Linked DNA regions of Mus musculus: region 2 is linked to region 1. The links are chromatin contacts, called in public promoter capture Hi-C maps. All regions are on one chromosome and are shown on one strand. Each heading gives the region's core, a stretch centred on a gene start, on an enhancer-like site or on the middle of the called end of the contact. The rest is flanking DNA. Distances are from core to core; before and after follow the strand shown.

The links. Capture Hi-C pulls out chosen DNA fragments and counts their contacts.
Region 2: a promoter capture Hi-C map of pancreatic islet shows a contact between it and region 1. The contact joins the promoter of 2900026A02Rik here to the promoter of Crybb3 in region 1. A contact is called at or near these places in 19 of 39 promoter capture datasets (the C10 cell line, the HPC-7 cell line, HPC-7-derived erythroid cells and 13 more), 3 of 15 datasets of contacts at CTCF or cohesin (embryonic stem cells and hippocampal excitatory neurons), 134 of 484 Hi-C or Micro-C datasets (the AML12 cell line, the AtT-20 cell line, B cells and 75 more), 28 of 115 datasets of contacts at active chromatin or transcription factors (the HPC-7 cell line, astrocytes, bone marrow-derived dendritic cells and 20 more) and 5 of 9 other capture datasets (adipose tissue, embryonic tail, liver and 2 more).

Annotation. Positions count from the first base shown.
Region 1 is chr5:113,080,238-113,082,937 of GRCm38.p6, reverse strand. Crybb3 (crystallin, beta B3) reads left to right here and starts at 1,354. Exons shown (of 6, transcript NM_021352.3): 1 at 1,354-1,382; 2 at 2,288-2,458. The coding sequence starts at 2,384.
Region 2 is chr5:113,219,664-113,222,528 of GRCm38.p6, reverse strand. It overlaps 2900026A02Rik (RIKEN cDNA 2900026A02 gene), which reads left to right and starts at 1,253. Exons shown (of 13, transcript NM_001375886.1): 1 at 1,253-1,318.

The sequences.
Region 1 (2,700 bases), core at 105-2,604:
CCTGCAATGGAGGCTACTCTTGAATTCCTGATCCTCCTGCCTCTGGCCCCCGTCAGTGATGATCTGCGGCTGGTTGATTTGTGTGGAGGAACACAGGCCTCCCTCGTGCTAAGCCAGCATACAGCCTCTGAGCTACAGGAAGAAGAAACCCTGTACTGTCACGGAATGTCCCCCACAATCTCATGCGTAGAGCATCTGGCTTCCAGACAGACAGAAGTGCAAGTGCCATTTTTGGAAACTGGAGCTTTTAGGAGCTGGTCTGACTGGAAGAAGCAGCTGGGGTCTGGTCCTCCAGAGCGTCCTGTCCCTGCCCCCTTCCCATGTCCGTCTCCTTGCTTCGGTATCTTGCCTCAAAACAAAGAACTTTGTCTACTACACGCCCCATGTCATGACACTCTCTACAAATATGTGGCAACCAGCAACCTTGGCTTCAGTCGTCTAAAACTGCCAGCCAAAATAAACTGTCCACCCTTGTTTCTGTCAGACATTTTAGCCACAGTGACTTAGTGCTAACCAGTACATTTGTTTATGGGCCTGGGACGATGGCTAAGTGGTCGTGCAAGCACAAGGAGCAGAGTTCAAATCTCCAGCACCCCACGAAAAGCCAGTGGTGAACTGGGCAGTGACGACACACGCTTTTAATCCCAGCACTTGGGAGGCAGAGGCAGGTGGATTTCTGAGTTCAAGGTCAGCCTGGTCTATAGAGTGCGTTCCAGGACAGCCAGGGCTATACAGAGAAACTTTGTGTCAGTGGTTGGGGATGGAGACAGGAAGATTGCTGGGGCTGGCTGTGGATCTAGCTCCGTTTTCAGTGAGGGACCCTGTCTCAAGGGAATACAGCAAAGCAGGGTAAAGCGGGGGCACCAGCCTCTTCTTCTGGCATCTGTGTGCACCCAGGCTCACTCAGCCACATACACGATGCATACTCACACACTGAAACTCAATTCAGTTTGTAGCTCTGACCGTAAGAACTCAGTGATTTGCCTCAGTCGTGGAATCTGTAAAATGGCACCCCAAGGATCCGAAATTGGGATGTAGGCTGACTTGAGGATTTGAGCCTACAGCAAACAGCTTTATGACCCCCAAGTAACTGATGTGGCCTCTTTCAAACACAGTCTCATCATTGACATGTGTAGTCTGGCCAGCATCCCACAAAGCCAGCAAAGGCCATCGGTTCCCAGGAAGTCATCAGACTTGTGCAAGAGGTGACTGGCCTTAGGGGGCCTTCCCGGACACACCATTAGGATGAAATGGCCCGGACAGGATCGGGTGGACAGGATGCTATCTCAGCATCCCGTAATGTGCTGGGCCAACAGAACATGCCCATAAATAGGCCAGCCTTGGAGGCACGCCAGTCTGGAGACAACTGGTCCTGGAAGCAGGTTTGTACTGGACTGGGTGAGGCAGGGGGGAGTGTACTGTTGAGGAAGGTGCAACCTCGGGTCTCTCTGGTGTGCATGGCCCTTGTCTGGCTCACTCGAGGGTAGGGAGGGTGACCTCCAGGAACCAAGCCTGCCAACTAGGCCCAGCCACAGACAGAGCTGGTGAACTGTATTGTCTGCGGGTCTGAGCACGAGGCTGGGTCCCAATTGTTTGTGTGGGCTGAGGACCAAGGAGTGGGCAGCTCTGAGAAAGGGAATACCCGGTCATCCCCATGAAGTGGGCCAAGGCCCATGTCCTAATGATGCAGGTTAGATACAGAGCAGAAGCTGCTGGACCTCACACAAGTGTGTCATGAGGGAGGAGCGGGTCAGTCGGGGACAGGTGTTGTGCAGGACAGTGCATGTGTGTGCACGCCCATACACCCTTGCTGGCGAGCAAATGTCTGCAGACCTGTGTCCTAGGTCTCTGCCTCCTGAGGCTAAGAGAGACTTCCAGGGTCCACTATGCGAGAGCCTAGAACACGGTAAGCACTCAATAGTCAGCTTCACGGTCAGGGATGGTTTCCAAAGACCTGGCCCATTTAATGGCTGCTCAGTCCGTCTGTTTTTCCTGCCTGCTGTGGTCTGCTGTCCACCCTGGCTGTCCTGAGGTCCAGTCCTGGGCACTGAGGCTGCAGAGAGCCCATAGAGATACCCAGCCCTTTACAGGGAGCATTTGGTTGTGTGTGTGGGGTGGGGGGAGAGTGCCATCCAGTTTAAGTCCTTTCTTCCCTGTGTTCTCAGTAAACTGGTCTTTCATTACTGGGCCTCTGGGATTCCCCAGTCCCACTGACTGGCCCAGATGCGTGGCCCAAAGCAGGTGTCCAGGAGGTGTTTGTTGACTGATTATAGATCTTGGCCCTCAGTGCTGTTTGGGTGGGAACCCACCAGTCCCTGATCCTGCTGGCCGCAGCTGGTGACCTGGTTCTCCTCCAGTTTGAGGCAGAAGTATCCCCAGAGAGATGGCGGAGCAGCACGGAGCACCTGAGCAGGCTGCAGCTGGCAAGAGCCATGGAGGCCTTGGGGGCAGCTACAAGGTACCTGGCTGGATCTTGATGGGACCTAGAGCCCAGGGCTGAGGGCTACAACTGACCCAGTGGAGTTCCCGGGCACCAGGCTTCGGGGGATGTGGGCTTCAAGCTCCGCCTTTCCTGTGTGACCTCGCTTGAGTTGCTTGGTGTTTCTGGGTGCTGACAGCTTCATCTTTAAAAACAAAAAAACAAAAAAACAAAAACAAAAACAAAAAAACCGGAAGCGATGCCTGTTGTCCCCGGTCCCA
Region 2 (2,865 bases), core at 4-2,503, 140 kb before region 1:
AGCGTTCCAGAGATGTTCCAGCTACTGGGGTAAAGGAAGGGACTTGAGGAGAGAATGGGTTGAGTTCAGGAGCTCAAACCTGAGCAACAACATAGGGAGCCTCTGGGGAGAGGAAGAGGACTGGAGCACGAGGAGCTCGTTAGTGGTGGAATGCATCACTTTTGTAAGCCTAGAATTTATTTATTTTGTTTCTTTTTTTTAATTAGGAGCTCGTTAGTGGTGGAATGCATCACTTTTGTAAGCCTAGAATTTATTTATTTTGTTTCTTTTTTTTAATTAGGTATTTTCTTATTTTACATTTCAAATGCTATCCCAAAAGTCCCCCATACCCTCCCTGTCCCACTCCCCTACCCACCCACTCCCACTTCTTGGCCCTGGTGTTCCCCTGTACTGAGGCAGATAAAGTTTGCAAGTCCAAGGGGCCTCTCTTCCCAATGATGGCTGACTAGGCCATCTTCTGCTACATATGCAGCTAAAGACACGAGCTCTGGGGGTACTGGTTAGTTCATATTGTTGATCCTCCTATAGGGTTACAGACCCCTTTAGCTCCTTGGGTACTTTCTCTAGCTACTCCATTGTGTTTCATCCAATAGCTGATTGTGAGCATCCACTTCTGTGTTAGCCTCACAAGAGACAGCTATATCAGGGTCCTTTCAGCAAAATCTTGCTGGTGTATGCAATGGTGTATTTTATTTCTTATTGGTTATTTTATTTATTTACATTTCCAAAGTTATCCCCCTTCCCAGTTTCTCCTCCGTAAATCCCCTATCTCATCCATCCTTCCTGCTAGCGTTAATTTCCAACATGGTGTCCAACTTCCTCCAACTCCAGTTTCTGGGAATTTGTTGCCCTCTTCTGGCCTCTGTCAGCACCTGCACTTACGTGCACATATACACATATATCTAACAATAAAAGAAATAGTTTTGTTTTTAAGAGAAAGGAATATAAAAAGAAAGAAAAAAACCAAAACCATAGTGGTCGATATGATTAATGAAAACGAACAAGACAGCTGGTCAGGAATGCGCAGTAGCAGGGCCCTTGGTGGGCAATGCTCTGTCACCCCACCTCGGGGCACACAGTAGGTGCCTTGGCCGGCACCGTGGCGCAATGCCGCTTCCACCCGGCAGGGGGCGCGCCCCACATAGTCTCGCGGCTCCGGGCTCCCGCGCTCCGCCCCTCGCCGCTCTGCGCAGGCGCCACCGGGTGCGGTTGCCACGGCGACGGGGCGCTTCCCGCCCGAGCCCCGCCCCCCAGCGGCGAGGCTGCGCGCGCCGCGGCAGGTGCGGGCGGGCAGGTGCGGCGCCGGCGGGCCACTGCGGTAGGTGCGCGGAGGGCGCGGGGGCGCGCGGGCGGGCCGCGGGGGCGCGCGGAGACGCACGGGGACGCCCACTCCTGCCCGCGGGGCCGCGTGTAAAGTTGGCAAAGTTAGCGGAGGGAGGGCGAAACGGAGAGCGGGAGGAGCCGCGTGCGGAGTCCGGCTGCGGACTTGCTGGGGGAGGGGGGTGGATCCCGTTGAATCTGCGGCCGGGGAATGTCGGCGAAGGATGCCTAGGGCTGGCCCCCCGCTCCCTCCACGCGCGTCCGCGGCTCGCGCGTGTCTCGGGATCGCGCTGTGCAGGCCAGGGCTGACCCTTCCTCTGGCGGGGAAGCCGTGGCCTTTTGCTTTCGGAGGGACGGCGCCTGTTGCAGAGAGCTGTCCCCTCGAGGGCCTGCGGCTGGCGCTGGAGCCTGCGCCCTGTCCCCGGGGTCGCGCCCTCCGGGGTGGCGCGCGCACTGCCCTGGTCCGCGGTGACAAAGATGTGTAACTTGGACTTTCTTCCACTGGGGCGAGTTGCGGCTCCAGGCCACGCACAGAGAAGCGCTGGGACTGGTTAATCAGTAATCGGGACTCTAGGTGGAGGCTTCAAGCGGCCAACTTTCTCTTTGCCACCCCGCAGGGCAGGCGTGCGGCCAGGGCTGGGCTCTGCAGACACCGGTGCCTTGGTGGGTTCAGGGGAGACTTGAGGGCTTGGCAGGGGCGCACTTAGGCCCGAGAAGTGCAGAGTCTGGACGCGTGGTCCAGCCTTGCCTGCAGCTGTGTGCAGGGGTACATCGGAGTCAGCTTGGACCAGCCCAGAGCAGGTCAGAATCTGTTCTTCAGGGATGACTTTCTAGCCGTCTAGCCTGCTCCACGTCTTTGTTGATTTGTGATGTTGGGGAGCACCCTCACCCCAGACTCTGAGCTATACAGCCCCGCCCCCCCCCCCACAGAGTCACCAGAGGGCAAGGGAGTTCAGAGGTCAGTTGTGCATCCCTGGCATCTGACCCCTGCTAGCATCACCAGGAATCACCTAACCAACACACGGGATGAGCTGCCTCCAAACGAGTATGTCCGTTCATCAGTCATTCATTCATTAACAAATGGTTCTGTGTCAAGCACTAGGCTGAAAGTCAAGCCCGGAGGAGTGAACCCTGGGTCAATCTGGACGGAGAATGGGACAGCAGAGGAGGGGGCGTGGCTTGGGGCAAGAGGAGGATCATGGTCTGGGGCAGAGAAGGGTGTCAGGAATTGAACCCAAGTCCTCAGGCTTGTTGGCAAGCCCCTTTATCCACTGAGTCATATCACCATCCCGTGGTACTTCTTTGAGACTCAGGTTCTTTAACTGTAAAATGGTCCTCTCCTCCATCACGGGGGAGGAGCGTTCGTAAGGTGGGTCATGGAGGGCATCTGATTGAGCTCAGGGCGTGAGCCCAGAAGAGTTATTGTCATGATAGCCTGTGTCATCAGAATGGTTCCAGCAAGCAGGTACCTTGCCCAACCTAGTGTGTGTGTGTGTGTGTGTGTGGTCAAAGGTGACACTTGGGCTGAGCCTTGAGGGCTGGGTA